3 separate regions of the Mus musculus genome follow, and all the other regions are linked to region 3. The links are chromatin contacts, called in public Hi-C and promoter capture Hi-C maps. All regions are on one chromosome and are shown on one strand. Each heading gives the region's core, a stretch centred on a gene start, on an enhancer-like site or on the middle of the called end of the contact. The rest is flanking DNA. Distances are from core to core; before and after follow the strand shown.

The links. Promoter capture Hi-C pulls out the DNA fragments that hold promoters and counts their contacts. Hi-C and Micro-C count contacts between places; a contact is called where the count stands out from the background.
Region 1: a contact with region 3 is called in a promoter capture Hi-C map of liver, with 5 times the contacts expected there. The contact joins the promoter of 1700023A20Rik here to the enhancer-like site in region 3. A contact is called at or near these places in 14 of 39 promoter capture datasets (the 3T3-L1 cell line, 3T3-L1-derived adipocytes, the C10 cell line and 8 more), 3 of 484 Hi-C or Micro-C datasets (CD4 T cells, cortical neurons and olfactory sensory neurons), 3 of 115 datasets of contacts at active chromatin or transcription factors (astrocytes, bone marrow-derived macrophages and large pre-B cells) and 3 of 9 other capture datasets (adipose tissue, liver and pancreatic islet).
Region 2: a Hi-C map of uterus shows a contact between it and region 3, with 2.6 times the contacts expected there. The contact joins the promoter of Aplp2 here to the enhancer-like site in region 3. A contact is called at or near these places in 2 of 39 promoter capture datasets (liver and pre-B cells), 1 of 484 Hi-C or Micro-C datasets (uterus) and 1 of 9 other capture datasets (embryonic stem cells).

The regions. Positions count from the first base shown.
Region 1 is chr9:31,384,647-31,387,350 of GRCm38.p6, forward strand. It overlaps 1700023A20Rik (RIKEN cDNA 1700023A20 gene), which reads right to left and starts at 1,402. Exons shown (of 1, transcript NR_165167.1): 1 at 357-1,402. It overlaps Nfrkb (nuclear factor related to kappa B binding protein), which reads left to right and starts at 1,546. Exons shown (of 26, transcript NM_172766.3): 1 at 1,546-1,624.
Region 2 is chr9:31,210,557-31,213,256 of GRCm38.p6, forward strand. It overlaps Aplp2 (amyloid beta (A4) precursor-like protein 2), which reads right to left and starts at 1,292. Exons shown (of 18, transcript NM_001357698.1): 1 at 1,067-1,292. The coding sequence starts at 1,171.
Region 3 is chr9:30,444,045-30,446,744 of GRCm38.p6, forward strand. All of the region lies in intron 8 of Snx19 (sorting nexin 19), which reads left to right. Among named protein-coding and RNA genes, the nearest start is that of Snx19, 18 kb to the left of the region's middle. Within about 2 kb of position 1,322, at least 30 of the 459 cell types and tissues checked have an H3K27ac peak or open chromatin away from gene starts, as enhancers often do. A contact at or near this core is called in adipose tissue and uterus, where this site is marked.

The DNA.
Region 1 (2,704 bases), core at 152-2,651, 940 kb after region 3:
GTGGTTTCTAATTCCAACAGGATCCAAGGACATCTTTTTTGTTTGTTTTTTGTTTTCTTCGAGACAGGGTTTATCTGTATAGCCCAGGCTGTCCTGGAACTCACTTTGTAGACCAGACTGGCCTTGAACTCAGAAATCCACCTGCCTCTGCCTCTCTGCCTCTCTGCCTCTCTGCCTCTCTGCCTCTCTGCCTCTCTGCCTCTCTGCCTCTCTGCCTCTCTGCCTCTCTGCCTCTCTGCCTCTCTGCCTCTCTGCCTCTGCCTACCTTCCGAGTGCTGGGATTAAAGGCTTGCGCCACCATGCCCCGCTGATCCAAGGACGCTTATAGAGTCAGTGGGTGTGTGTGCGCGTGCGCATGGGTGCAAAGATTTGGCTTTATTTGGAAAGCACTATTTTCCACTGAGAGAAGGACATGCCTGGCATGCCCTGCTCCCCTGACATGTTTATTAAACCGAAGGAACAGTGGCTAACCCACGCAGGACCAGAGGGTGAACTGTAGAATACTTGAGAAGACATTCTAAATAAGACGGTCTTAGAGAAAGAAGGCGTAATGATGAATCATAAGAGTAAGTTGTCGATGTTTTCACTTTCTGCAAGTTGTGCGGACTTGGAGACATGGGTTAGAGTCTGTGTTATATTTCCCAACCTTCAAGACTGCAAGAGGTCCTCCACTGTCTGGTGGCCTCAGCAAAGCCTTCCCGACAGAGTGGTGGTGTCTAACAGTTTTCTTCTGCAGGGAAGCTCTTTAAACAACTCAAGAAAAGCTCTTTAAGCAACTCAAAATAGCTTCAGGAAGTCCCCGAAACGGATCAGATTCTTTAGGCTCCTCTCTGCCAGAATAAACGATAAAAGCTGAGAGACCTTCTCAGATGGAAGGACGCTAAACTGAGGATTCTGAGTTGGGGAAAAAGCTACAAAGTCGACTCTGAGGCCAGACCAGCTACCTGGAGGCAGCAGAAACCAGCTGAGCTGCCTGGAAAGGTGTAGACCAACTGAGGCACCTGGAAAGGACTCATTGCAACCTGTTGAGCTGCTTGTAGGCTGTGCAGTGTTTCAGGTTCCCAGCTTTTGTGAGTTGTCACTCATGCTGGGGTGAGCCTTGGTTTTTCAGCTAAGTCATTTCTGCTCTTGTTAAGTAAACCCTCACCCATATGCCTGCAAGTAATCCCAATAGTAGTTCACCAAGTTGGACTTGGGTGGTCTCGGTATTTTGATTTGTCGTGTTGAGTATCCCCTGGAAAAATTTTGTCACACAAGAAGTGGTGGTTAGCACGGTGCCTGTCAGACTGTGCTCTTGCTTCGCAGCTGACAAAAGGCGACATCGCTCTATCCTCCAAAGCTCCTGAGCCAGGAGAACCCCGCACAGAATGGATCGTGCCTTCTCCGCACCGACGTAGCTTGTGGCACCAGACGCGTCGGGGCGGTTCAGGTGCTGCCACAGGCTCCGCCCCTGCCCGTCCTGCCCAATACGCTCCGCCCCGCCGTTAGGTTTCGCCCCACAGGTCCCGCCCCTTCCGCTGCCGGAGCCCGGAACGTGCGCGTACCCAGACGCCTTGCGGGAGCGAGCGCGTTTCGGAGCCCACGGCCCGACGAACCCCGGGTGAGACCCGCGGACTCTGCTGAGGTGAGGGCGGGCCCAGGCGTCGGGTTTGGTGGGTGCCGGGGGAAGGGGAGAAGCGGGGAGAAAGGGAGAAGCGGGGCGTTGCCGTGGGCACGCGGCGGGCCCCACGCGTGGCGTGCGGCTGCCGGGTGGGCGAGGGTTAGGGGGAGGACGTGTGGGGGAGGGGCGGGCCGCGGCGCGCTGCGCGCAGGTGGGGCTGGCGACGTGGGGCTGCGGTCCGAGGTCCTTGCTTGCTGGTTGCTCGCGAGGGTCTAGAGGGTGGGCTAGCCCAGGTGCAGAGAAGAGGCCTTCCTGGTCTAGCGAAGCAGCCCGGGACACCCCCAACACTTAGAAATCGGCAGCTTCCGGGGTTCCGGCTCGCTAGCAGCGCCCCTGTTTTTGTATTTTGAGTTCTTGTGCAGAATAAGTGGCAAGGCAGCGGTTGTCGCTAGATAATTATGTGTAGCTTAATCAACCGCCGGTATTGGAAGCAGCTTCTGAGTGAGTTGTGTACATTGTGCACCTGTCAGATGAGGTAACTGGCTTTGCACGCTGTCTATGCCACTTACGCTAAGAGGAGTTTATTCTAAGCATCAGGTTGCCTCTGTCTGTCGGTCTGCCTGCCGGCCTTCCTTCCTTTCTTTTTTTCTTTCTTTTTTTTAAGTTTTGTTACGTGCAGGTGTCTTGCTCCTTTCTCACTTTCACTCAGTTATTTAGGCGCTACATGCGTGCAGGATGTCCTCAATTCTCTGTGTGCTGACGATGAGCGCGCACAGTTACCTGGGGACCACACAGCTGTGTCCATGTAACACTCGCCGTATCTTTCCTTGATCTGAAATACTGTCAGAACGTGAAATCATTTTGCAGAAAAGAGCTTCCATTCTAGGTATATTACAGACTTACCCATTATCATTTGAGAACTTGGGAAGTGGGAAGGATCTTCACTGTTAATGTAAGCTCACTTAGCTGGAGATTCCCTTTAAGATCCTAAGAGAAAAGAAAGGTAGGAAGGGCCTGGTCCAACTCCTCCTTAACTACAGGTAAGGAGCCTGACACCTGGTGAGGTAAGATGTCACAGATAGTGACGGCCCCAGGGTAGAATCT
Region 2 (2,700 bases), core at 42-2,541, 770 kb after region 3:
GGTTTTTAATTAGAACATTCTCAGGTCATGCCTATTTTATCAAACGCAATCTCTGACACTGGCTCAACGTACAGAAAGCCACGGTGGGTTTTTTTTTTTTTTTTAATACAAGCAGGCGCAAGAAGAAATAAACAACACCAGAAACACACAGTCCAGTCCTACAGTTCAAGCATTATTTCGAGAAAGTAAGTAAAAATAAAGTCCCATGTCTCCCTAGGCGACAGAGGGTTCTTGCGGGGAGGCTAGGTGCAGAGCAAGCTGCAGTACGGGTTCCACATCCGACATCCTGGCTCTTCCAGCGGCCTGAACTCCCGCCAACCACCTGGGACCCTAGACGACTTCACCAGGTTAACGGGGGTGACCTCTGGTGCAGAACAATCACTGTGACCCTGACCCACGTAAAGTACCCCCTGAAGCTTTCCAAATGTACTGGTGGATAGCTTCAACGTCCCCTGGGAGGAGGAAAGCCGGGCTCCCTAGTTTGCCAGACTTGTGCAAACGACTGGGAGGCAAGGGAGGGCGCAGAGCGCCCCGCTGCCCTGGCGGCGCCTCCTCTCCCCGCTCCCTCGGCATCTCGGCCACTCGCCAGGGCTGGAGCCGCATCCCCGCTGCCAAGTCCACCTGGTCAACGACTGCTGCGCGCCGACCGTCAAGGTGCGAGCCCGAAGCCCAGGCCCCCGACCGCTGCGGGCACCGGGGACCCGGTGCAGGCCGCCCCATTTAGAGCGCCGCGGGGCCGCAGGGCGCACGGCTGAGGCGCGCACGGCCCCGGGGGAGGGAGAGCGCGCGGTGCGGTGTCCCCGAGGATGCGGCGGCGCCGCCAGCGGGTAGGGGGCTGGGGCGGCCCCGCAGCCCCGACGCCTTTCATTTGGCCTCTGCGGCGACAGAGGCAGCCCGACCTCGGCGCTAAGCTCTGCGCAAAGCTGAGGCGCGCGGGCGGGGTGGGGGGAAGGCAACCCGCCGCTGCGCCGAGCCTCGCGCCGCGCCCCCGGTCCCACGCCCGCCCACAGGCCGTGCTCCCGGGCGACCGGAGGAGACGCAGATCGGGAGCTCGCCTGGTCCTCACCTCTATGTAGCCAGCCAGAGCCGCAGCGGGCGCCGTGAGCCCGAGCAGCAGCAGGACAAGAAGCTTGCCGGTGGCCGCAGCGGCCGCGGTCCCGGTGGCCGCCATCCTTCTCCAGGTCGCTGTGGCGCTGGGCTCTCCCCGTCTCTCGCACAGCCAGGCTACAGCGCTTCCCTACCGCGACCCAGAAGCGTCTGAAGCCCGTTCGCCGCCGCCCCGGGGGTTTTACATCGACCGGAACTGACTTCACAAAACCACGCCCCTCTTCGACAGGACCCAATACGAGCCGGCATAACTGGCCTAAGATACCTCCCCTTGTTTAGCCCAGGTCCAATCAGAGCACGGATACACCGACTCCCCTCCCCGCCCAGCGCGTGCCCCCTCGTGGCCCCGCCCCAAGCCACGGCCAGCCCCGCCCCCGCTCTGGACCCGAGGCTGGGGGCGCAGGAGTCTTCGCGGGTAGACCGTGGGCCGCTGTTCCCAGGGCGGGAGGCTCCTGTTTGGTTGTCTCCTGGGGTGGCTCTACATCATCCACCTTCAGCATCGGGATTTGGGCACGCCCCACTCCCCTAACCCTGCAGGATATTTTCCATATTCCTTTGGGTACCGCCCTCTTTGGGGCTTCTGGAAAATGTTTTAATTAAAAACAGGATGAATTGTTGGGAGTTCCGGACGGTTTGCAGAGGACCGACCCTGTCGCCCTGGAGGATGAACGCCGACATTCTGCTCTCCCCAGCGCTGCACGGGGCGCGCTCTTCCCCCCCAGACCTCTGCGCCCTTGTTTCGCCCCTGAACCCGCAGTGTCTGCACACCGCTGACCTCTGCTCCTTAGGTCCTTTCCCTGCCCCTCCTCGTCGTCACAGCCCCTGCGGCACAGAGAGGCCTTCCCCGCCGAGGCCAGTGGCGCCAGGCCACTGAAACACAAGCTCCCACCCCCCCACCCCCCTTCTCATGTGTTTCAGGACAGGATTCTGGCATCATTTTTCTTCAGTTTAAGATCTCTAAAGCAAAAGACACGCTTTCTCTCTTTTTTCATGCTCCCCAGCATCTTGGTTCCTGGGAAAGCGGCCTGCTGCCCCAGTTCACAACTGGCACCTTGTCCTCTCCATCACGAGGGCTCTGCTGGCTTTGTTTCCTTTCCGTAGCGGGTGATTTATGTACCACCCTCTGCAGAGACCTGGACTCATTTCTTTAGCTTCAACCATATCAAGAACCAAGTTCCTCTCCGCAGGAAGCATCTTAGTGGAGAGGGAGAGACAGTGTCTATAGTGGGCAGAGTGGGACAGTAAGGACCCTGTATTTTACAGATGCATTCTGCAACTGCACGCCAACGTAAGCAGTCCCGCTGTGGTCAAACTGGCTCTGCCTCATTCTCAATGGATGCCAGACACCTTTCCATTGCACAGCCCTTCCTGCTCCTGCTCCATTCCCACAATCCTCCATTCCACCTACAGGAAACACCTTACACAGATGTCATTTCACCCACCTCAGAATGCTGAGAGGGCTGTATCATACCGTGGCACTTTCCCATGGCTAGGTCTCTATGTCTCTCACATCACTGACAAGACATGAATTACGCCCAGTGAGTCTCCAAATGGGGACCTCATTCGATAAATGTTAGTACTCAATCCAGAGGC
Region 3 (2,700 bases), core at 72-2,571:
TGATTCCCATCTTTTTATAGTGTTTTTATTTGGCTCTCAGGATGCATTCTAGCTTTATAATGTTCTAGGTACTTTTGTTAATAGAAGTAAGAAAAGGGGGGAAGTCCTGGTCTTTCCAGAATGGACCATTTCCCTCCATCCAAAGGCTTCAAGGATTTGACTCCTGTGGTCCACAGTCTTCCATCAACAAGTTGGCGTATGTGTAATAATGTGAAGAAAACAGGGCTCACTTCAGAAGTTACTATTTCAATGGATAATCTTATTGGCTTATATGTATTCACTATGCAGCAAATGTTTATTGAGAGGTAATTCACACAGACACTATATGTGACACCTTGAGCATATTTTATAGTTTAATCCACTTAAAGAGCTCTGTGAAAGAGGTATTTATGATCCCCACTTATAACCTGGGGGAATCTATGGTTTATACGGAATTGGGGTTATTAAGTCAAACCATAAGGTTCATAAATAACACATGCAGAAGGGAAACCATCCATGCTTTTCCATGTTTCATCTGTAGTGGTTCTCTTAACTGTCAGGGTTAGACCTTCGCTCCATGGCTTCAAGGGAAGACCTGAAAGTCACTGCTCTGAGCAGCAACTATCCCCTAGTCCCCCTAAGAGGAGATGATCAGGTAGTCTATAGACTCCAAACTGCATGCCCATATCTACTTGGAGCGAGGAGAGCACCTCTGACCTCCGATGGTAGCCTCCCTAACTGCCCCCTAGGAAAACTGTAGTCATTATTTTTTAAAAAGGTGTTTGTGTGGTAAGCAAAAAAGCTGGGAATTTGACCTCTCCTGAAGCTGCAGGACATACACACACACCCAACACACCCACCCTGACCCCACTACAAGGGATGGCATATAAGTTCCTAGTGTCCCCATGACTGTCACCCACATTTCTGTCTGAAACCTTAAATACTGGAGCCATAGTCTTTTGCAGGGCGCTTGGGCTCCTGCCTTCTCTGTGCTTTAAGGTACATGGTGGCTGTCACTGGCCACAGATGGCTGCTGTGCCTGCTTTACCTTTCCTAAGCGCTGTGCAGTCTTGGTGTCCAGGAGGGGGTGCCACCTAGATATAGGTGCTGTGCCCCTCAAAATGTCCTCTCTTCCCACCATTGGGCGTCATTATCTCCATGCAGACATGCTCGCTTCTGCTGCTTCCAGCTTCCTCCACTCCCTGCTCCCTTGAAAGACCTATATACAGAACTGCCTTGGACTCCAGGGACTCCTGCCAGATTGTAAGCACACTCTCTCTAGCTGCAAAGGCGGGGCAGGGGGAGACAGAGTAAATTCAACCTCATGACCCCTCCTTCTGAGCCAACGTTGGAGGAGCTCCGGGCTGTGCCAGGCTTATAAATCTCCCTTGATTGTTGATGGTGTGGAGAGAGTGGGGGAGGGAAGCTCAAGAGAAGTTAGATGCCCAAAAAAGGCATGGTTAAGTCAAAGGCAAGTGTTGCACGCATGCGTGGCTGACCTCATGTCAGCTTCTGTGCTGGGAATATCCAATTATATAACAAGGAGAACTCCTTATTTGGGAGGAAAGGGGAGTGAGGATAGCAGTCTAAGCCAGGGAACGAATGAATCCAGCTCGTGCAAACGTCTTGTGTCCGAAACAGAAGATATTTTACAGTTCCCTGTATGCATCAGAAATGGATTTAGGAAACTGGAAAAGTACTCAGAACTAGTCTGGGTTGGGGGGAAGGAGAGAGGTACTGCGCCCCATTGATGGTAGAAGGCTTGGGGCAGGAAGACCCAGCCAAGGTAAGGGGTAGAATTATTTTGGAGCCCTGATGTAGAGAGTAAAGGAATGAGAAGAAGCTGGACCAGCTCCCTGCCTAGATGCCCAGAGCCATGCCACGATAAAAATAGGAGCCAGGCCAGCATCCGAGTACGTGAATGCCATATCCATTGGCTCTGCCCTCCCCATGGCCCCGAAGATGGCATCAGACCCTATGTCAGAAGGGCAGCAGACACATTCCTGGCATCTCTGTCTACATTTCTTAAAGTGTAGTGAGAGAGGAAATGAGTATGTGTTTGTGTGTTGGGGACATATGGAGAGGAACTTACCTGACATGGTAGAGAACAAAGTTTCAGTGACCTGGGAGGAGAGGAGAGTTAAAAGTTCAAAAAGCCACTATACTGAGAAGAAGAGAACATGCAGGGTGAAGGAATCCGACAAACAGCAAGCCCAGGAGAAAATTAAATAGTAAATGGCAATTTCTAGAGCTTCTGATAGGTCATGGAGTCCTCTTAGGAAAGGTATTGCTTAACAAGCCAGCTCTTGAGAAATTCCAGAAGGTGGTGGCAGAGGTATGATCACTGGAGAGTGTGGGCTGCCCAGTGGGATACCTGTGTGTCTCCCAAGGACAATCACCAATGGCTGATGTGAACACTATTGCTACTCTTCTCTTATGTCACTCTGGAGTCATAGGCATTATATGGGTAGAACTCCACACAAGCTGACTTTCTTGGTGTGTATGTGTGTAACAGCCTGAGGGGCCTTTGTGACATTAGTTACTTCTTAAGGGAAACTCAAGACCTGCCACCAAAAGGACACAAGCAGTTACAATAGGAAAGAACCTGACATTTATTACAGTCTCACTAGCAGGGAAGCCTACTATTACTGTATGTGCTGATGTGCAGTTCTGCCACATAGACATCCCGCTTCACTGCCTGAACAGTTCCTTCCCCTCATA